Regions from separate parts of the Pan troglodytes genome. Here regions 1, 2 and 4 are each linked to region 3. A link is a contact called in public Hi-C and capture Hi-C data. All regions are on one chromosome and are shown on one strand. Each heading gives the region's core, a stretch centred on a gene start, on an enhancer-like site or on the middle of the called end of the contact. The rest is flanking DNA. Distances are from core to core; before and after follow the strand shown.

Region 1 (5,408 bases), core at 432-2,931, 160 kb before region 3:
TTAGCTGGGCGCAGTGGTGTGCCCTTGTAGTCCCATATACCGGAGGCTGAGACAGGAGAATGGCGTGAACCCGTGAGGCGGAGCTTGCGGTGAGCCGAGATTGTGCTACTGCACTCCAGCCTGGGTGACAGAGCGAGACTGTCTCTCAAAAACAAACAAACAAACAAAAAAACACAACACCTGCACAACACAAGAAAGCTGAGCATAGTAAAACGAGGAGCTTTGCCTGTGTTCTTAGGAGTGGAATTGCTGTGTCATATGGGAACTCTACGTTTAACCTTGTGACTGTTAGCCTTAGACTGCCAGACTGTTTTCCAAAGCAGCTGCACCACTTAACCATTCCCACCCACAGTATGGGAGGGTTCTGGTTTTTCCGTGTTCTCACCAACTTGTTATGGGCTGTCTTTTTGATGATAGCCATCCCAGTGGAGGTGATTTGGGCTTGCATGTCCCTGATAGCTGAGTATTCTGAAACAGACATTTTACTGAAATAGAACATACATTATATGAATGTTGAGGTGGTTCACCACAGCAGTAAAGGGGAACATAGTTGGGATTTTCTGCTGGAAAATGATCTGGGTATTTAGAGGGACCGTGCTGAGTGTCTGGAATTGTAGGTGCTGTAGATGTTGTTCCCAGGGCTCCTGAGTTAGGAGGCAGTGTGGAAGAGAGAGGAAGACAGCTTGGATTTTTCTAGACATTGTAATTCTAGTTCATTTTTGACTCCTGGCCTCTGCCACTGTCTAGCTAGATAATGGCAGCAGTACCGACAGACAGATGTGCAGCTCATAGAGCATGAGAAATGGCATCTGTGAGGGAGACATTTCTGCTAGGATACAACGTCCTACTCTTGATACCATGATTTCTTCCTTAGCCTCATTCTGTTCGACTCCCATGTTCTGTGTGTTTCTGAATGCCTATTCTCCCCTCCGCTGAGGTCTCCCGCCTAGGAATCTGCAGGTCACACAGGCTCTTCTGCAGTGGATATTAATGCAGGCCAGGACCGGAGGGACTTGTTTTTTTTTTGTTTGTTTGTGTTTTCTTTTTTTTTGAGATGGAGTCTCGCTCTGTCGCCCAGGCTGGAGTGCAGTGGCGCGGTCTCAGCTCACTGCAACCTCCGCCTCCTGGGTTCAAGCAATTCTCCTGCCTCAGCCTCCCGAGTAGCTGGGACTCCAGGCGCCCGCCACCACGCCCGGCTAATTTTTTGTATTTTTAGTTGAGACGAAGGTTTCACCATCTTGGCCAGGCTGGTCTTGAAGTCCTGACCTCGTGATCTGCCCGCCTCGGCCTCCCAAAGTGCTAGGATTACAGGCTGAGCCACCGCGCCGGGCCAGGGACTTGTTTTATTCTGGGCGGTTTCGCAGGGCTGAGCTAGGGCCAAGAGGCGGAAGCAAAACAGCAGATTTCAGCCCGTTATAAAGAGACGTTTCCAAGCCTTAGAGCTACGGGAAGCGGGAAGCGAAGAGCGCTCCTCCTGAGCCCCCTGCCCCCGCGGTGTCGGCGCGCAGGTCCGTCGGGGGAGACGGGGAGAAGGACAGGTCTCTGGGAGAGGAGAGCGCACCCCCTTACCGCCCCTGCCTCGTTTTGCAGGTAGCCGAGAGACCGCCTTCACCTACGCGGTGAGCGCCGCGGGCGTGGTGAACGCCATCAGCCGGGCCTGCCGCGAGGGCGAGCTCTCCACCTGCGGCTGCAGCCGGACGGCGCGGCCCAAGGACCTGCCCCGGGACTGGCTGTGGGGTGGCTGTGGGGACAACGTGGAGTACGGCTACCGCTTCGCCAAGGAGTTTGTGGATGCCCGGGAGCGAGAGAAGAACTTTGCCAAAGGATCAGAGGAGCAGGGCCGGGTGCTCATGAACCTGCAGAACAACGAGGCCGGTCGCAGGGTAAGCTGGGCCTCCCCGGCCTCCCCAGCGCTGCAGACCTAGGGGGCTGTTCCCGGGCTGTGCCACCAGCTGTGGCCTGGCCATCAAGGAAACGGGTTAGTCTGACCGTGAAGATTCTTACCTACAATTGCAAATTTAGATGTCCACGTTATTGAACAAATCCTTTTCAAAATGCCCCACTTCCCAATGGGCATATGTGCTTTTTCTTTCTTTCTTTTTTTTTTTTTTTTTTACTTACTTTATTATTTCACAGTTCCTAGAGGACTTAGGTGCAATGTTTGGATCAGAATTCCAGACGTAAGGATTAGAGCAGCGCTCCTGTCCTGGCCACCCCTCCTTCGCAACTTGAACAGATAACGCGATGGGATGTGTAGGCCGCTAGACCTCCCCTAGGGTTTCTGCTCTGTTAAAGGCTCTGGTAATAGCAGAGTCGACTTTCAAGAACTGCTGTCATCCGTATCCAGAACCCAGTCAAAAAACACGTTCAAACACTAATGACAAACACACTTCTGAGCTAGGAGATTTTAGACATAAGTGGAAGTGTGAGAAGACAGCCATCTGTTTAAGGCTGGAGGAAACAGCCTCCCCAGTCTCACGTAATGTGACTGTCTTTTAAGCCTCAGTGTCAGTAGAAGCAACCATGCAGGTGTGAGGGGAGCTGGGTTCATTGTATGTGCAGAGCACACCTGGGCGGCAGCTTCCGGGCCCCTCGGTGGCGTGCTGGAAAGCGTGAACCCTCCCTGCCTGCACCTTGTTCCTGAAAACCCCCCCTCTGAGCACACATCCAGCCTCCTCTTTTCTTTGCTGTCCCCCATCATGGCTGCCTCTGCCACACGAGACTGGAGGGCCTGCCCCGCAGGAATCTCTGCCTTTTGCTGCTTCTGCGTAGCCAGTGTTGACAGGGACCGAGGGCAACATGGGCGTCCACCCGGGTTTCCTCTGAGAAAGGTCTGAGGTCTGAGCACTGGGTGGTGAGAGGCTCTTTCTCCTGGAAAAAGAGCTCTCAGGAAACAGCACGGACTTCTTTCTTGGAGTGTTGTCCCCACTCGGGTCTATGGCAAGCCAGCTGGCTCTGGTTCCCAGGCGAGATATTGTAACAAAGATGAACTCACTCAAAAATGAGAATGGTGGCCGGGAGCAGTGGCTCATGCCTGTAATCCCAGCGCTTTGGGAGGCCAAGGCAGGTGGATCACTTGAGGCCAGGAGTTCGAGACCAGCCTGACCAACATGGTGAAACCCTGTCTCTACTGAAAATACAAAAAATTAGCTGGACTTGGTGGCAGGCAACTGTAATCCCAGCTACTTGGGAGGCCGAGGCAGGAGAATTGCTTGAGCCGGAGGTTGCAGTGAGCCGAGATCCTGCCATTGCACTCCAGCCTGGGCAACAGAGCGAGACTCTGTCTCAGGAAAAAAAAAAAGAAAAAAGAAAAGAAAAAAATGTGAACTCATATATTGGAGCACATATCAAAGAAATGGAATAGGAAGTGTCTTTTGTCTGAATGGGGATGTTGTAGTATCGGCCGGATGGAATGTGGTGCACCTGTGTGCGTAGCATCGTCAGCCATGGGACATCAGGTGGAGACCAGCGTGGGTTATACGCCCGGGGTCTTCCTTACGCTTCCCCTATCCAGAGGCTATTTTTGCTTCCCAGAAAAGGGTGTGTGTAAGGTGGGGTCAGTGTGTGGTGATGTTAGGAGTTCTGGTAATTGCTGATCTAACCCAGGGCAGAGAGACTGGAGCCATCTCAGATGACTTCTGCTCAGGGCGTGTGTGGAGCCACCCGGTCTCTCAGGTGTCTTGGCTGTCTCCCAGTCTATTTGCCCACGTCTTTGGGTGTCTGGGCCTGAGGAGTAGAGATGTCAGTGAAGGGATTAAGATCCGCACTTTATCTCCTGACCGCCCAGAGTCGATCCAGTTTTTGAAATCTTAGTTGAAACACTGCCCTCCCCAGTCCCCATTGTTAGTAGTTCTTCTCCCACCTGATCTTCAATCGGGCATTCTTGCTCTTCTCAGGTATTCCTTACTCTATCTACCTTTGCCTTGGTAGGTTGGCAGTAGGTTCCTGTGGGCAGGGATTGCCCTCTCTGCCCCTTTGCTTCAACCCTCTATGTGCTGTATGTGGGTGGCACAAATGGATATGCACAGAGGAGTTCCGTGTTGCCTCCTCGGGAGAGGTCAGATTCACAGAGGCTGCTTGTGGCTCTGCTGAGCTGCGCTGTGGTGTCCGCACGTGCCTGTGATCAGGCAGGTGACACCCACTCTTCCCCTTTCCCCTGCTGCTGGGTCTCACTTTATTGCCCTTAATTGTTTGTTATGTTGTCCGGGCTCTTATCTGGCAGCCTTCCCTCCCATCAGGCTTGTTCCTGGCTTGCGCACCTTCCCTGTCTGTCTCCCCGCTTAGCCCCTTCCTTCAGGCCCCACACCTCTCCTCTTCCTTAACTCCCTGTCTCTCCCTTTGCCTCTGCCTGCTTCAGGTTGGGAATTCCTGGCCCCCTTTATTTTTTATCCTCTCTCCAAGGAACAGGCCTCGGCCATCAGTCACCGTCTGCGACCAGAGATATTCACTGCTTGCCTCCTCACACCTACACACAAAGTTCTCCAGCAAGGACTGAGTGACGGCTGGGATGGAAAATAGACAAGTATTTTAGAACCAGATTAAAAAGAAAAAAAGATTATCCAGGATCTGATGTCTTGACACAGAGTAAATCTTAGGCTACTTTGCCAGAAGTTTCTCTTGGCCTGCAAGAGCATCTAGTAGCTCCTTCTTAGACAGTGGCGGCAACACCAGTGGCTGATGGTGTTTTGCCACTCAAGGATTTCTAAGCATTTTCCAGATAAAAGCCTGGTGCCTAATCCTGTAACATTCCTGTCTGTCACCAGGCTCAGCACACCATTAGATAGAAGTGGAAGAGGAGCTGAGAGGCACTTTTCCAGGGACAGATCGTAGAACTAAAACTTTTTTTTTTTTTTTGAGACGGAGTTTCGCTCTTGTTGCCCAGGCTGGAGTGCAATGGCGCGATCTCGGCTCGCTGCAAACCTCCGCTTCCCAGGTTCAAGCGATTCTTCTGCCTCAGCCTCCCTAGTAGCTGGGATTACAAGCATGTGCCACCACGCCTGGGCTAATTTTGCATTTTTAGTAGAGACGGAGTTTCTCCATGTTGGTCAGGCTGGTCTTGAACTCCCGACCTCAGGTGATCCGCCCGCCTTGGCCTCCCAAAGTGCTGGGATTACAGGCATAAGCCACCACGCCCGGCGAACTAAAACATTTTTGAAAGCTTTTTTTTTTTTTTTTTTGCTTTTTGAATTAGCAGTCTGGGCTGAAAATCGGCATTTCCCCCTATCGCCTACAAAAGGAGCATATATATATATATATATATATATATATATATATATATATCTCTACAAAAGGAGATTTTGTATATATACATATATATATATATATAAAATCAGTAGTAAAATATGAAAAAAATTGCAGATATTCCTATCTCTACAATGTCTTTGAATTCAGGGAAGGATGGAGGGGGT
Region 2 (5,355 bases), core at 1,452-3,951, 150 kb after region 3:
TAATCTCTGGGCTCTTTTGCCTGGCTAAGGAGTGAGAATCACGGTCTAATCAGTGGTTTTCCTCATGTTTTAATTCTAGAGACTTCTCCCTCCCACCCAAATTCTTTACAGTGTTAGTAATTCACCCACACTTCACATTCCCCCTTCATTCCCTCTTGGCACCCCACACAGATTTAGCATCATTCTCATGCAATGAAGAGAGTGATGTTATCCCTCTTTTTCCTGCAAAGTAGTCACAAAGTTCCTCTGCATGAGATTGTGTCCTAACAAGAGGCAGAAACTAAAAACAGACTGCTTGAGTGACTGGGAATATGAGGTGTGGTACACGGGAAGAAGTAAAATGCACGCAGAGAGTGGAGGGCAGGGGAATGTAATTTCTAATCCGCCATGTTCAGCCACTACTCTGGAGTAGAGTCTCAAGACAATGTGAAGGGAATCAGCCAGAAAACATATGGATCTTTTAAATTCCAGCTTAAGAAACTGGCTCAAAGTAAAGAGGTTCACAGATGTCTAATTCCTCATGAGCTTACTATGAATAGCTTTAAAAGGTGGCAAATATTTTTATCCTGATATTTACTTATGAATTAGTAGGGCTCAATCATTTGCTGTTGACCTTATTTATCTCTGATTGTTATTATGCTTCTGCTGACTTCTAGCCCCATTCCTTTCATTCTTCCTCAAACATGTTTCCTTCTTTTGTAGTCTCGCTATGTTGCTCAGGCTGGTCTTGAACTCCTGGCCTCAAGCAATGCTCCCACCTTGGCTTCCCAAAGTGCTGGGATTACAGGCGTGAGCAGCCACTGTGCCCGGCCAACGTGGAACCTTTTTAAAAATGTTGTACTAATTGAGACCACTGTCTTTTTAAGTAGGATAAGACAACCGCAGAAGGGCTGGCCTGCTCTCTAAAGGCCGTCTGATGCTTAAGCAAAGTACCACACAAGTTTTCTTAAAGATTATCTACCAAAAAGATACCTAAATACGTTAACTGGGGTGTCTGAAGTCTGTCTGGCTACAAATGTTCCACTTTTCAAGGACTGCCGTTGATTTCTTGGGTGTGCTTTGCTAGGGCACCTGTGCTGAATGTTCTCCCGAGGCTGGTCCCTGCCAACATTCATGTGGTGAACATGGCCCACGGGAGAGAGTACGTGGGAAGTGGCACTCGGGGGCCAGGCTGGGGGCATCCCAGCCCTGCTTATGTACGAGCTCCGTGCCTCAGGCCAGTTGCTCAGCCTCAGTTTCCTTGTCTGTAGAATGGGAAAAATAACAGGGTTGTTGTGTAAGGAGTGAATGAGTTAATGTGCTTGTGTGTAGCACTTAAAATAGGGCCCGGTGCCAGCTCTGCGGAGTGTTAGCTATTATAGCACTCGTTATTATTTCATAATTTCATAGGCAAGTGAGGCTAGCAGCTCACAAGGAGTCCTGTCACTCCATCCCGTCCTAATGAGCAGGTTTCAAAATGACTTGTAAAACATACCTGTAGCAGCCATGGCCATTATTTGCTTCCCTCCCTGTTTTCCACTCGCTCAGTGGCCTCTTCCCCACTCAACAGATGGCCCCTTGCCCACGACTGCTCCCACCTCTACCTCCCAATGGTGAGTTTTCTGTCTGGGCCTCCAGCACCCAGGGTCCTCTCAGGGACTGCTTAATCCCCAACATATGCTTCCTTCTCTTCTGACAGGTGACAGCTTGGAGGCCTTAGACAGTCCTTCAAATTACAAAATCCTTGAAGAGCTGAGACACCCAAGCCACACTTGGTATTATAAATAACACCTAGCTAACTGAGCACAGAAGCCGCTGGGGTCAGGATGAGTTGTTACACACACCTGTTATTCTCACGGAAGCTAAGCAGGCCTTGGCTGAGTCTTTATCTCATAGTTGCAGCCAGGAGGCCAACAGGCGTGGTCAGGTGCGAAGGGAGACGACGTGCTCGCTTACCTGAATGAGGTACAGCAGTGCCTCCTGGAGCTGGAGCTTGGTGAGTGGGCTGCTGGTGATCACGGAGGGCTCCGGGCTCTGTATGGGCAGGAGGAGGCTGGTGGCAGCAGCAGGTGGCTCCTGGCCTCCCACAGGCAAGAGGCCGCTCTCCCTTTCCTTTGGCGGGACGGAGGTGGGTTGTGCGAACACCATGGGGGACATAAGCAGAGACGGAGCTGCTGTAGCAGGGATGCGCTGAGGTGAGATGACCTGCTCACAGCAAATACACACAGAGAGCGGGGTTCAGGAGCAGCTCACGGCATGATAGCTTGCAGCGGCAGATACGGGTGGTTTAAGCATTCCCTGTCCACAGCTTCCCTAGCTGAGAAAAGTTTATGGGAAACTGATTCTTGCTCCACTACTCCACGCACCTTCCTTCAGCATCACTGAGCAGCTCTGGTATCGTCTGCTGTGGGGACTATTGTTTCCACTGCATATGCAGCTTGGCCTCTGGGTGACAGCTTATTTTTCAGGCTACCAGTATTTGGCAAGTGCATTTAGGACTACTGACCTTTTCCTTAGATCTGGTTGTCCATGACCCTGACCTAAAGGTCTCACAACCTATGTGAGCTGCCACCCTTGTTAGGGGCCTCCCCATTTCCCCTCCTGACCCCGGAGCACAGGAGGCGCTGTGAGAGCAACTCCCTGCCCCTCCTGCAGCCTCACTCACTTCTCGTTGGGAGGGAGAGTGATGTGTGGGTCCACCCCTTCTGGGTCCTTCCCTGACAGGATCTGCCTGCCTGCAGAGAGCCCTCATCTTCAGCTTCCGCAGCTGATGTGTTTGGGCTGACCCGGGCTGCCTGTTGCTCAGCCCTGCCAGAGCCTGTCTGTTGAGTCTAACTCCCTTGGCAAACAGACCTGAAACCAAGTTTTCTAACAGCCCTTTCAGTTATGCAAGTGACATTTTGATCCTTATCTGACTGACTCCTACAGCTATCATTTGCCTCTAACTCAGGGAAGAAAAAGAATGTTATTTATCAGCCTCCGAACTCTCCGAAAGAACTCCTAAGAGGGAGGCAAGGAGGCCAGCAAGCTAGAAGTTGCTGTAATTTTATAATCAATCCCTTAGCGTCTCTTTGAGCAGAAGCTGGCCTGGAGGAAGGCAGGCTGTTTCTTTTAACTTGTCCCTACATGACATTTCAAGGAGCGGTGCTGAGCAGTGATGCTCCCGGAGGAGGAGTCAAGCATTCCGAGCACAGCGTGGGCTGCTGAAACGCTTGCCTTTCTCACCCGGCTCTTGATATTTGTGAGTACTGAAAAGTCAAGGGAGTTGTACATCAGAAATTTCAGTCAGACTATATTCATCCCATGCTTCTAATTCTAAATCATCAAAGAGGAAAAAAGCAGACATTTTTAAAAGAGGGACAATAACACTGAAATGAGGGGGAGTGGGAGTTATAAATATTGTTTCTATAGCAATCGGTACTCAGATTTGGGATGTTAATAAATAATAAATGAGAACACTTTGACTCAGGGGCTCACAAAGACTTTTGGCACATGCCTAAGGTCTTTGTTTTCAAAAAACTGAATTTTTTGTTTTGAGACAAGGTCTCACTCTACTGCCCAGGCTGGAGTGCAGTGGTGCAAACATGGCTGACTGCAGCCTCAACTTCTTGGGCTCAAGCAATCTTCCCACTTCAGCCTCCCAAGTAGCTGGGACCACAGTGGCATGCAACCATACCCGGCTAATTAAAAACAAAAAATTCTTGTAGAGACAGGGTCTATGTTGCCCAGGCTGGTCTGAAACTCCTGGGTTCAAGCGATTCTCTTATCTTAACCTCCAAAGTGCTGGGATTACAGGCACGAGTCACCATGCCCAGCCAAAAGTGAAAGATTTTTGAGAAACTGTTATAAGTTACATAACAGGCCAGGTGCAGTGGCTCACGACTGTAATCCCAGCACTCTGAGAGCCCGAGGTGGGTGGATCACCTGAGGTCAGAAGTTCGAGACCAGCCAGGCCAACATCGTGACACCTCGTCTCTACTAAAAAAATACAAAAAATTAGCCAGGTGTGGTGGCAGGTGCCTGTAATCCCTGCTACTCAGGAGGCTGAGGCAGCAGAATCGCTTGAACCCGGGAGGTGGAGGTTGCAGTGAGCCGAGATCGCACCATTGTACTGCAGCCTGGGCGACAAGAGTGAAACTCTGTCTCAAAAAACAAAAAAAGGTACATAACAAAACATGACAAAGGGCCAGTGATGATATATGTGATACACAGGGAGAACTTTCCAATTTTTAAACCCAATGTACTTTCAATGAATGTGTTCCAATCCAAAGGGGAAATAATTCAGTGTCAGATCTCCAGATGTTACCCACAGGCAGATGATCAATAGCTTGTGGTTTCCTCACTGTCCCAAGTCAGTGATGGACATGGAGAAGCATCTTCTCTAAAGGAGAGAATCTTTCTAAAAACTGTCATATTTTCCCTCTCTGGCAGTTTGTGTGGGGGGTGGAGGTGGGTGGCATGCATACCTCTCCTGATCTACAGTAGGCTATACTGACGATACAGAGAAAGATAAAAACTGGCTGCACCTTTCAGGAGGAAATAGGCTGTTTTTTGTTTATTTCAAGAACCTACAGCATGGGCTGTGGGTAAGGAGTCTGTTTTCTTCATCATTATGTACCCACATGTAGACAATGCCTGACATGTAGTAAGTGCTCAAAAATATTTACTAAATAAGTGAATAATTTACTGTGGACTGAAAAACAAGAGGAGGTCAGTTGCTTGGCATTCCAGATTGATTTCAAGGCAGACCATACTAAGTTCCTACAGTCAAAAATTACGGTTTTCTCCCATGTCTGTGTTGGTCTTCAGACCTCCTAATATAATGAAGATTTAACTCTACAAGTAAATGCTCTCAAAAAGGTTGGGGGAAGTTCTCAGATTGTTAACCAAAGTGAAGATTCTCCTTCCAGGTAGAAAGCTCAGGCAATCAAGATGCACGGAGGTGGCTTCTGGCACCCTGCTCCAAACAGAAATGTACGTGACACATTGGTCCCTGGAGCATGGAAGTGGACTCTACATTTCACTGCATTATAGTAATACCTTTTTCTTTGTCTGTCTTTTTTTTTCTTAACAGACAGGGTCTCGCTCTGTCACCCAGGCTGGAGTGCAGTGGCATGATCATGGTTCACTGTAACCTCCGCCTCTTGAGCTCAAGGGATCCTCCCACCTCAGCCTCCTCAGTAGCTGGCGCTATAGGCGTGTGACACCAAGCCTGGCTACTTTTTTTTTTTTTTTTTTAGGGACAGGATCTTGCTATGCTGCCCAGGCTGTTTTATTTTGCCCCTGGTACATATTTACCTGGAAAAGAGGAGTCTGCTGTTCTGTGTTGGATGTCTTGTTGATCCAGGATTCCAAGGGTTTCCCTGTTCCAGAGCT
Region 3 (5,201 bases), core at 2,530-5,029:
GCACTGCTACCTTTCTTAGGCCCCTACCTTTTGGGGGAAAAGCAAAGGCTGGCCCCTCAGCCTGGGAGGGGGGCACCGGCCTTCTCTGCTTGCCCTCAGGCTTGGAGTGGCCGCGGGGTCATCCTCTCGGAATGTCCTCAACTCTGGGAGCATCTCTGATGGGGGTTTCTGGTCCCAGCAGGCCAGACTGTATGAAGCACCCGGCTCAGGGCCTGACACCTGGGTCTCGGATCTGGATCCGTACCAGCCACTATGACTATTATCCACGTGACGGCCTCCTCACATTGCTCGATCATTCAGAACTAAGTGTAGCGGGAATGAGGACAAGATGGGAAAACTGCATTCTAATTCACCTAGGGCCCAAGCCCTAGGAAGCGTGGCTCTTTGTTAAAGCACCTTGGGATCCTGGTTGACTTCGTATTTTAATGACACAGGGGCTCTGCTGTGTTTTCACACCACCACTTCAACAAATGTGAAGGGTTTTTCCCACCCCACTCTCTGGACACCAACTGGGTGTCTGTCCTGAAACTCAATTCAAGTCTGACACTATTGAGAGTTAGCATTAGATCTCGCAAGTTACAGGGCTCGGTCCCACAAGGTGGCCGTCACTTCAGATGCCAATCGCAAGCCCCAGGTCTCCTGTCCTTCTGACAGACTGGCTGTAAATCTAGGGTTCCCATGAGCCTGTCTCAGGCTCCGTGAGTTGTTAGCGTGGCTCACTAAACTCAGGAAGGTGCTTCCCTCACCATGACCAGTTTATTATAAAGGACGCAGGTCAGGCGGCTGAGTGGAAGAGACACGTAGGCCAAGGCACGGGGTGCGCAGAGCTCCCACACCCTTTCACCAATTCGGACACTCTCCAAACACAGTGGCTCAGGGATTTTATGGAGGCCTCATTATGATCATTGATTAAATCTTTGGCCATTGGTGATCAACTCAGTCTCCAGCCCCCTTCCTTTCCCAGAAGCCAGGGGCTTGGAGCCAAAAGTCCCAACCCTCTAATCCTAACTTGGTGTTTCCTGTGGCCGGCTCTCATCCTGTCTAGGGCCCCCAGCCACCAGTCATCTAATTAGCATACAAAGATACCTCTATCATTCCAAGGGTCTTAGAGGCGCCTGTGAAGGAACCAGGGACTAAGACCAAACACTATAACAAAAGATGCACCTATCACCCTAATCATTCAGGAAATAACAAGGGTTTTAGGAGCTTGCCAGGAATCAGGACAAAGACTAAAGATCTGTTTCTTATTATATCACAGTGTCACAGGGCATAAACGCAAATGTTTCCCCCGAGAAGCACAGGCACGGGTGTGTTCATTGGCATCCCTATATGCTCCTGTCTGCAGGGGCACAGACCCAGGCACAGAGGGTTTGGGGATGAAAATCCGGCCCACCCTCGATCCGCCTCAACCCGCACCTCTGGATGGAAGGCGTGGCAGGAGTCTGGTCGCCGGCGGAGCTTCTGGGAGCGCATCCGGTCACATTTGACAGAGGCATTATGTGCAGAAGCCACTGTTAAGGTCAATATCTCAGGACCGGAGCCCATTCTGCAGACTGGAAAAAGGTCTGGAAGAACCTGCTCTGGTGCCACCAGTTGCCCTGCAAGTAGCTTTAGGGTCAGGAGGCAGCACCGGGGCCCGGGGAAGGGTTAGAGAACAAATAACGGAGCCCTGTGGAGGACAGACGGGCGGTGAAGGAGGCTGGCCCCGCTGCTCAAAATCTGAGCCCTGCAGACACCTCCTACAGCCCCCGCCCCCACCGCACACATCCCCGAGCATTGCAGGATATATTTGACTTCTGTCGCCTCCTGCAGCACTGGTGGGAAGATGCTGCAGTCACAGGTGGGGTCTGTCACCAGGAGGAGGAGGTTACTGTTGGGAATCTGCTGCACCACAAATACCCTGCAGCAAAGAAAGGGAGTCGAGGATGGCTCCGTGGCGACCACGAGAAGGGCTTCTAGGGAAGGAACTTCTGGAGACTTTAGTGTGGAGTTAGGGTGGCAGGGAAGCCCGGAACCATGAGGCAGGGCGGGTCGGGGCAGCTAAGGGAACGGGCCTGGCAGATGGCTCAGTCCTACTGGCTTTCCTCACAAGCCTTTGCTGCTGCATTTCCTTTCCTAGCAGACTGGAGACAGTGAGGAAGTCCAAACTGGGCCGCTTTGGAGAGTGCAGAGTTGCTATTAATATATGCAGGGACGACAGGCGTAAATCAAGACCGTCCCGAGCAAATGGGCGGGCGAGGCAACACTTGCTTTGGGTGAGGGTGGTGGGGGCAGGCCCGGGCGAAGCGGCAGCGCTGGAGCTTGGCCACCAGGTGGCGCAGTGGTCCCGCGCTCGGCGAGGCCGCCCTGCGAGGAGTGGCGCGGAGTGGGGCGGAGCCCGCCCGCCAGGCCCACGGCCTTCCCAGCAGTCCCAGCGGCCGCCTACCGAGCGCCTCCCCTGGGATGGGCGGTCTCACACACCCAATGTGCACACCACAGCCATGTATACTCTCAGCCTTCACAGCTCTGTATGAGGCTGGTGTTGTGCCCATTTTGCAGATGAGAGAATGGAGACTAGAGGAGGCGAAGTCACTTGCCCACGGTCATAAGCGGGGGAGCGCAGAGCCAGTTTTCAATTCAGGAGTGTCTACTCTGAAGCCCTCGCTTCACTCCGGAGCCCGCTGGCTCTATCCTCGCACCGAGCCTTTGCGACAAGTGCACAGGGAACGCTAACCTCAGCCCTCAACCCTGCACAGAACCCGGGGTGAAACCCGCGCAGCACGACGCGCAGGGAGTTGGGGAGGAGGGAGCCCCCGATGCCTGCGCCGCAGGTGCCGCACTGTTAAATGGTGTGCCAGGGGCCCGGGGGTCTAGGGACCGCCCTGCGAGCGGCACGTCTGGCTGAGGCGACCCTCGAGGAGGCCGCTGCATTCCCAGCGTGGGGGTCCTCCCAGGCTTGGGTGCGGGGGGTCAGCAGGAGAGACCCCTCCGTGCGGCCTCCCTGCCTCCCCGGGGCCAGGGCGGGTTATAACTAGCGGCTTCCACACAGCAGGAAGCCTGACAGAGGCGCCCGCGGGGCTCCCAGCGACCCGAGGACATCGCACACTTTCGGGCTTCTCTTCTCACACTCCCTCTGCCTTCCGAGTTCTCCCCATGCAGCTCAGGCGCGGGCACTGGCACCGCCCCGGGCACCGCCTGAGCAGGGGTGGGGGAGACCCGCTGAAGGGCCCACTCGCCCAGAGACGCCGTGGGGTCACGGCTGCGGCCTTGGTGGGGTGGGCTCGACACACAGGGTCAGGCCTCGGGACCACCTCTCCCCATCCCGGCTGTCCCGGTCCCCAGCCGTCCTGCCCGCCTCAGGACCTTGCGCCTCCTGCGTGTCTCCTCCACTGAGGACGGTGGGGGAAGACCCCGAGAGCGTGGGCTTTGCACTTAGAAGCATCCCCCTCCTCCCGGCTGTGGAGCCGGTTCCCTGGGGGTTCCGGGGGCCCTGCCCGGACTTCCGCCTTGCGGAGGGCGGGAGGAGTGTGGCGGGACGGGCGGCGCCGCCCTGGGGTCTTACTTCTGGCAGGGCCCGCACTCGATGATCCCGTTGGCCTCCTGGATGGCCGGCTGGTACACGAACACGGGGTACTCCGTGTCGCAGGGCTGCAGCTGGTCCTGCTTCTTGTGTTTGTGGGCTGCGGGCAGACAGAGAAAGGACATCACGCCACCGAAGGGGCCTCTGGCCTGCGGTGACCTCGCCTCGGCACTCCCAGGGCCCAGTGCATTTGCAGATGGTCCCTCCTCAGGCAGTTCTCAGGACACGTGTGGGAGGAGCCGGGCGGGTGAGGGGAGGGAAGACACACGGATTTCTCTGGAGAGGGTGGCTTCGCACGGGGAGCGCCGCAGGGGCCCTGAGCCTCGGTGGAGGGAAAGCGCTTCCTCTCGGGGAGCCTGGCCCTCGCTGTGAGCTGGGGGCAGTGCACCATCTCCAGGGCTCCTTCCAGCACTCAGATCCCCGGGGAGGGTCTGAGCGGGGAGCAGAGGCAGTAGGGGCACCAAGGGGTGGCTTGGGGGTACTTAGGCCCACCACCCCTCCCTTCACTGTGGACAGACGCAGTGCAGTTCCTGGGCAATCCTGCCCTGCTCTCCCGCATAGCCAGGCCCACACTCCACCCATTGAGCCTGAGCGCCTGCGGTGGGGGCAGCCGGGCAGGTGGGCTCCAGGCCTGGGGCTGCGGAAGCCCAGAAGCCACAGCCGCCCGGTGCGGGACTCCTCGGGGGCTGCGCGATTTGCCTTAGCTCCCTGGGACAAGGACAGTGGACTCAACCAAAGGTGGAGGCGAGTGCCTCAGCCCCACTCTGCGGGACCCAAGTCTGTTCCCTCCCGGAGCCTCCTGAGGTGGGCACATGGCAGAGCAGGGCCCTGCCACACAGGCTGTCTGCATGGCCCTTCTGTTCTCAGGGCCTGGCTGTGGCCCCCAGGGATAGACCTAGAGGCAGGGAGCACAGGTGTGAGCTACCTTCCCAGGCTCATGCAGAGTCCTACAGGACAGCATGGGTCTCCCCAACTTCCAAATCCAGAAGCTCCCAGCCAGAGCTGGAAACCCAGAGGGGACACTAGCTGGCGTGCAGAAAACCCTCACCGAGAGGAGCAAGCCCACAGCGGCCAGGGCTGTGAGTTTTGTCCCCAGGGCTGGGCACAGAAGCCTGCCTGACAATGGCAGGGTTGAGTGGCGTCCCCAGGGTCATGCAGTGGAAGGGGCTGCAGCACCTATGCCCCGGCCTGGGACTCCAAGTCCAGTGCGCCTTCACTGAGGACACTGACACCTGCGCAGGCCAGGCCAGGACTGCCAGGCCAGGGGGAGGAGCTCCAGGGGACAGGTACCCCAGAGAAGAGAAATTCTGAGCAGGCAGATTGAGGGAGATCATCTTCAACTTTTGCAAGATGCAGCTGCTGACAGAGACAGAGGGGACAGTGTCCTGTCACTGACACCTAGTGACTGTGAACACCCCAGAGCAGCCCCACCCGATCGCGGATGTGAGTCCAGAAGGAGTCGGGAGACACAGCCCGAACTGCCCTGAGCCCAGGGGCAGAGGAAGCCCCAAGCCAAGGCCAGCAGAAGAGAACGAAGAGCAAGCCGGAGAGGGGACCACAGCGGAGATGAAGAGATGGGATAAGCTGGGGACAGCCCAGGTGGTGGGAAGTTCTGGAACCCCATGGCAAAGGTTCTATGAAC
Region 4 (6,001 bases), core at 340-2,839, 130 kb after region 3:
TGTGTGCATCTGACACCTCTGTAGAATTAATATAAAGCCACGCACACAAAACAATATACATTTTGTAAAAACACAAACAAAAAATAACACATTGAACAGAATACAATGGCTGAGGGGTTGTAGGGAATGGGAGTGGGGTACGGACGTAAAAGGGAGGAAATGAACTTTTAAAGAGTCCTTGTCCAAACCAATGATGAAGGTTTATATACACTAAGGAGCAAGATTACCTTGATTGCTTGTGTGCCCGAGGGTGGGGTCGGGAGAGAAAAGAAAAAGCAACAGCAGCAGAATAGCAGAGGCAAGAAGTTTAGGGCTTCAGAGGCTTGGACCACGTGGGGAATGGCGGGGTCTCTGCGGGCAGCCTGGCACCACGGCTTCCTAGGCCCATTGCCAAGGGCAGGCTGCCCTGGTCTGCTCAACATCAAGAACAAACTCCAAGATCGTGACAGAAGAACGCAGGACAGAGTTCCTGGCGGTGGTTACCCAGGGCTGGAGCTTCCCAGCCCTGGCGGGGAGCTGGCAGTGAAGCCAGACTCAACGTGCATCGTGCGTCTCTCTCCACAGCAGGGGAGATGGTGTGAGCTGGAGCGTGCACAACATTCAGGAGTGAAATTTTTAGTGAGCAGAAGTGGAGAGAAGGGGTGTGGGCCGAGGGTCATGTGAGGTGAAGTGAAGAGGTTCTGCCTGCCTCTCCCTGGCTGCAGAGGGAGCATCCGCTGGGTGCTGTGGGGGCCAAACCACAGGGGATGAGACTCAGGGATGCTTGGGATGGAATTGGCAGAGGTTTGTTCCACAGGATAACAGGAGACTGCTGGAAATGGGCTGGGGCGTGTGTGTGCAAATGTGTGTACATGTGTGTCTATGATGTGGCTATGTGGAGGTGTATTGTGTTAATGTGTGCATGTATGTGTGTGCATGTGTGAGTGAACGTATATGGGCTTGTGTGAATGTGTATGTCTATTGCATGTGTGTTTGTGCGTATGTGTACGTGTGTGAATGTATGTGCGTATGTGTTTGTGTGATGTGTATGTATATGTGAGGTGTATCTGTGTGTGTGTTGCATGTGTTTACACATGTGCACGTGTGTGCGTTTGTGTGTGTGATGTGTATGTATATGTGAGGTGTATCTGTGTGTATTGCATGTTTACACATGTGCATGTGTGTGTATGTGTGTGCATGTTTGTGTGATGTGTATGTATGTGAAGTGTGTGTGTATGTGTGTGCATGTTTGTGTGATGTGTATGTATATGTGAAGTATGTGTGCGTGTGTCTTGCATGTGTGCATGTGTACGCGTGTATATGTATGTGTGCCGGTGCATGTACTTGTGTTCTGGAGAGACTGAGAAATTAAAGAATAAACAGGAGAGGCTCCCAGCAGGGGTGACTTGTCCTTTAATGAACCCCCCAAACTCTCCTTTCCTTTGCCTCCCAGGCTTGCTGTGCAGCCTCCTTAATTAATGCCTGCAGAATGCGTTCAGATGCTGGAAGGAGAAGCAGCAGCTTTATAAATAAACACTTCTAAAGGTTGACTAATCCCTGAGTCCCCGAGGGAGAGGAGAGAGCTGTGCTGTGTTGGAGGAAGGGGCACCTTGAGCGAAGGAGGCAGCTGCGGCGGTTCACTGAGGTTTTGGTCCCGGCCCCCATTAGCAAGTTGCTTCTCCAGGGGCAGGCCCTGGCTCCTTTCTGGGCCTGTCTTCAGCAGCCAAAGGAAAGGCTTGGATTATGGCCTCACAAGATCCTTTCTCATGCTCCCATTTTATAAAGTGCCTGTTGTGGCCAAGGTCACAGAGTTGCCCCAGCTGAACACAAAAGGGCACTTGAGAGAGGCAGGCAGGGGCCACGTGGCCGCCTCTCACATGCAGGCAGCCTGGCCGGCTGCAGCCACCCGTGGAGTGACCTGTTCGTGGAGGTCCAGCTCAGAGCTCTCTAAGCAGGCTCAGCAAAGGCGAGCAACACGAAGGAGGAGGCTCCCGTCCACGGCAGAGCCAAACCAGGGCTGCAGGGCCATTCCACGCGCCACAGAGCACCCCGATCTGTGGATGGAGCGGCCTCCCCAGGTGATGTGGAGGCAGAGAATGTGGTGGCCACCCTACACTCAGGACCAGGGGCCACCTCTGACAGTGATTTCCCCTGAACAAACATCTTAACCAGAAGGAAGGACCTGAAAGGAGATAGGGGGCTGGATGGTGAGATGGGAAGAAACTACATCTGGTAGAGACTCTTTGTCTGACAGGGGAACCTGCCCTGTGTTTGCACGGCCTGGCTTTAGTATCCAGGGCGAAGAAATGATGGAGCTGGCCCACTCAGCCTCCTGACTCTAAGGGAGCTGTCGCCTGCCGTCTGACTCTTTTAGGCTTATCTAAGGGATCCCTGCGGCTGGAATTTTGGCAGGGCCTACCTGGTGATATGCATGGGGATCATTTGTCTGCATTTGCCCAGGACAGTCTATGTTTCTGCCTTTTGTCTGTGTGATGAGTTCACACCCAGAAGTATCCTAGTTTGGATGATGAATTACGTGGTCACCCCATTGATGGACAAGTGGGTGACACTTAAGAAGAAAGAGGACTTGAACCTCCAGAATCTTTGACTTTTAGAACTTTTTGGACATCTGTTCTCTGCAAAATCCCTCCAAAATGTTCTGCAGCCTTCAGCTGAAGTCATGAACAAGAAATTATTCCTCATTTGCTCACGTTAGAGTGGGGTGTGATAGGGAAGTGAGTGACCCCAGTATCTGAGTTAGAGGAGGTTCCCTGAGACCCCAAGGCTTGGGTGGCCCCCATCGGACTAACATTTCCTAAGTGCTCTCCCACAGGCACCCACATCACCACACAGCTCACAGGCGTGCTGAGTCTCATCTGCACGGAGCCCCTCGCGTGTGAGGCATTATTTTATTATTTTTTATTATTGGCATTATCAACTTCCTTATCTCATAAAGAGAGGAACAGACTCCCGAGGGGGAGACGGCCACATCCTGCTCTGTGAGTGGCCATACAGAAGCTAGAGCCCAGGTCCCTGGGCCCCGCCTCCCCTCCGCAGGACACTGCCTCTATGCACCTGGTCACAGTCAGACAGGGCAGGGTGCCCTGCTGGCAGCCAGGCCCGGGCAGTGGGGAGCAGAGGGCAGAATCCCTCACGGAGTCTCTGGTCTCTGGAAGGGCTGGACGGTGCTTTGCCAGCCGCATCTCCCGCCAGTCTGTCTTTCGAGTTCCAGAACACCGAATAGCTTGTATTCTACCCACTTCCCACCCAGTCACACACACACAACCCCATACACACACGCACACATGTACACAGACACTATTGCTGCTTCTTGCCTTCCTGTCCTGGCTCATGCCATCTCTTTTGCCTTAAACTCCTGCTGCCCCCTTATTTTGTCAACTCTTACCCACCCTTTGAGAACCAGCATGGGCATCACCTCTTCCTGGAAGCCTTCCCTGGCCTCCCATTTGCACGTAAGTGATGGCCCTCACGACGTCATCTACAGTAACTCTCCTTCCCACTGGTCTGTGAGATCCTCGGGGCCTGGGCTGGGTCTTACTCATCTCTGTGTCTCCAGCGTGGCATCCGATGGGTGGCGGCCATCCACACACAGGCTGGGCGCTGCACCGCCGGGCAGAGCTCCTTGTCCTTTCAGGACCCGTTATCTCAAGATTTCCTATCAAGCCACAGTTTCCCAGCCTCTGTGCATGCTGGGAAACCTCTATCTATGCAGGAGGGAATAAAATCTAAGGAACAAGTGACCCTGGAGAAGTGCTATGGGCAGAAAATATAACAACACCAAAAATAATTTTGGACCGACTTATGACGGAGCCGTAAGTGGCGATAAGAAAAGCTGGGACACACCTGACCCGTGAGGCTGACAGGGGAAGGGCCAGTTTTGCCTGGCACATCCCACAGGGCTGCCATCCAAAGTAGAAAACGCCAGTGTGGAGCATGCGTGGCTCTGGCCCAAAGCAACCATTGCAAGGTTCCTACGACTAACACCACAGAAAATCCTTTCCCCTTGATACTTATCTGGGTGGCGAAAGAGACAGGAGGTGGTGGGACTAGAACCCAGAGCTTTCTGAGTGCAGTATTCTCTACACTACATCACACAGGATGAGGGGCTCCTGACAGCCTAGATCTTGGGACTGCCGCCTTGGTCTTTTGAGCCCCTTCAATTGTGTAGGTACCAGGTGTGGCTGACAGGTGGAGGGAGGAGCTGGGGCATTCACAGAACTGTGTGTGTGCACGGCTGGGTGGGCTGCAGCTCCCGTCCTGGGCCAGGAGAATGTCGTCTTGGAGACGGGGCTCTGCTTGTCCCCCAGCATCTCTAATGCTGAGAACTCCCACCCGTCCCTCACATGTCTGTTTCCGTGTCTGCCGACCTCAGCAGGACGCTTTACCTTGGCTTCTCCCTAGACATTTGGCGCCTTTCATCTTGGCCCTCAGACTTTTAGAGAAATTCTTAGACTTTGGCTTATGACTGTCTGCTCTCCCACCCTTTCTCTTGCCTACTTAGTACATATTTTTACCTCCTTCCTGCCGTGCCCTTAGTTAACTTGTCCGAGGCTTGGATTTCTTTCTTCTGCCTCCCTCAGAAGCCTGGGCTGCACAGCTTGGGCTGCTAGCTGGCGCGGGGCCACGCGCCTGTCTGTACTGCCCAGCCGCCGGGAGTGCCAGTCACCCAGTGCTCTGCTCTCCTCCCCCCCGACAGTCTGCACACGCAGTTTTTATTTGTGTACTTTTCTCAAGGCTCTAAGCTGTTGGCAGGCATTACTCATGACTCAATTTAGTGAACATCTATCTAGATACCCAAGGTTGAGTTAAATATACCAAGTATTTGTAACCACCTCCCTCACTCCTCTAATTGTAAGAGGGAGTGGGGTGCAGAGCATCTGAGATCTGAAAGCCAAGTGTTCAGCAAAATGCTGGGCAGGCTCCCCAGCCTGCGCGGCCACACACCTTTACACCACGCCGCGCTGCCCCAGCCTGCGTGCTGCAAACGACGCATTTGACCTCCAAGATGACTCCATGTTCCAAAGCCTGCAAGGCAGGCTGATTTCTTGGAGAAGGGAGGAGGCGGCACATGTCTGAATAGAGCAGGCCCTGTTAGAAAACAGAAGGCTTCATTGCTAATAGGAGCGAGCGACCAATCTGTCCACATTAATCCAGAGACATGGTTCCTAAAACTGCACCCAGCACTCTGCCCCTCCCCGCCCCTCCTGCATCTACACTGACAAATGGAAACTGAGCAAAGCCTGGTGCTCAGAGCACTCGTTTCTAATGTGCCCCTCCCATCCTTGGCACCACATACTCCAGGGAAGTAGGCCTTAACAAGGGTGGACTGTTGGTCTCTCTTTATACCTGAGAACCAAAGAGGGCTGTTACTCAATAGTTGAGATTTCTTGAGGTGGAAACGCACTTTCCTCTCAGATTTTCACCCTTCTCATTCAAGAGGAAGAAAGCAGGTCTTTCTGTCCTTTCTAGGTCTGAAAAGGGCAGGCAGGCTGCTGGTGTCTGAGGGAGGAACAAACTTACCAAATGCAACAGATCTGTGATTTCTAGGGCAATCCTTCAGCATGCGATATTTTGTTTTTGTTTTGTTTTGTTTTGTTTTTGTTTGTTGGCCCAGGGCTTACCTCTTAAAAGGGCTGGAAGAAGCCAGTACAAGGGGGCTATGTGTATCAGTAGGGCTGGGTATGCACACCAGACAGTTCTAGAAGATGCTAACAAAGGTTTCTCTCACTCTGCAATTATCAGCATACCTGGCCTTCTGAAGGGCGAGACCGAGCAGAGTGTTTCTCTTCAGAAGATCCAGGAAGTACAAATCCTATCAAATAGCACTGCCTTCTCCCGCCTTGCAATTAAGGTGGTGCTTTACCCATAACGGCAGGGGCAAGAACAATACCGACATGGTATGTCACAAGTAATATACTGCTGGGTATGTGGACCTCTTAAAGAGCTGTGGCACTTCCTTCATAAGGAAGGGAGAAGTGTTACTGTTTTCATTCCATTGATA

The links. A called contact is a pair of places that touch in the nucleus more often than the background predicts. Capture Hi-C pulls out chosen DNA fragments and counts their contacts.
Region 1: a Hi-C map of induced pluripotent stem cells shows a contact between it and region 3, with 2.5 times the contacts expected there. The contact joins two enhancer-like sites. A contact is called at or near these places in 3 of 7 Hi-C or Micro-C datasets (induced pluripotent stem cells and a lymphoblastoid cell line).
Region 2: a Hi-C map of induced pluripotent stem cells shows a contact between it and region 3, with 4 times the contacts expected there. The contact joins two enhancer-like sites. A contact is called at or near these places in 2 of 7 Hi-C or Micro-C datasets (induced pluripotent stem cells and a lymphoblastoid cell line).
Region 4: a capture Hi-C map of stem cell-derived neural stem cells shows a contact between it and region 3, with 5 times the contacts expected there. The contact joins two enhancer-like sites. A contact is called at or near these places in 3 of 7 Hi-C or Micro-C datasets (induced pluripotent stem cells, a lymphoblastoid cell line and stem cell-derived neural progenitor cells) and 1 of 1 other capture datasets (stem cell-derived neural stem cells).

Annotation. Positions count from the first base shown.
Region 1 is chr10:8,797,895-8,803,302 of NHGRI_mPanTro3-v2.0_pri, forward strand. WNT5B (Wnt family member 5B) reads left to right here. Exons shown (of 5, transcript XM_003952080.6): 4 at 1,591-1,883. Among named protein-coding and RNA genes, the nearest start is that of ADIPOR2, 29 kb to the right of the region's middle. Within about 2 kb of position 1,682, at least 2 of the 24 cell types and tissues checked have an H3K27ac peak or open chromatin away from gene starts, as enhancers often do. A contact at or near this core is called in induced pluripotent stem cells, where this site is marked.
Region 2 is chr10:9,108,025-9,113,379 of NHGRI_mPanTro3-v2.0_pri, forward strand. It overlaps DCP1B (decapping mRNA 1B), which reads right to left. Exons shown (of 9, transcript XM_001153642.7): 7 at 5,278-5,355; 8 at 1,936-2,184. Among named protein-coding and RNA genes, the nearest start is that of CACNA1C, 25 kb to the right of the region's middle. Within about 2 kb of position 2,702, at least 2 of the 24 cell types and tissues checked have an H3K27ac peak or open chromatin away from gene starts, as enhancers often do. A contact at or near this core is called in induced pluripotent stem cells, where this site is marked.
Region 3 is chr10:8,955,687-8,960,887 of NHGRI_mPanTro3-v2.0_pri, forward strand. CACNA2D4 (calcium voltage-gated channel auxiliary subunit alpha2delta 4) reads right to left here. Exons shown (of 40, transcript XM_063786224.1): 37 at 3,542-3,659; 38 at 1,785-1,900; 39 at 1,417-1,496. Among named protein-coding and RNA genes, the nearest start is that of LRTM2, 24 kb to the right of the region's middle. Within about 2 kb of position 3,780, at least 17 of the 24 cell types and tissues checked have an H3K27ac peak or open chromatin away from gene starts, as enhancers often do. A contact at or near this core is called in induced pluripotent stem cells and stem cell-derived neural stem cells, where this site is marked.
Region 4 is chr10:9,092,807-9,098,807 of NHGRI_mPanTro3-v2.0_pri, forward strand. No RefSeq gene overlaps it. Among named protein-coding and RNA genes, the nearest start is that of CACNA2D4, 12 kb to the left of the region's middle. Within about 2 kb of position 1,590, at least 8 of the 24 cell types and tissues checked have an H3K27ac peak or open chromatin away from gene starts, as enhancers often do. A contact at or near this core is called in stem cell-derived neural stem cells, where this site is marked.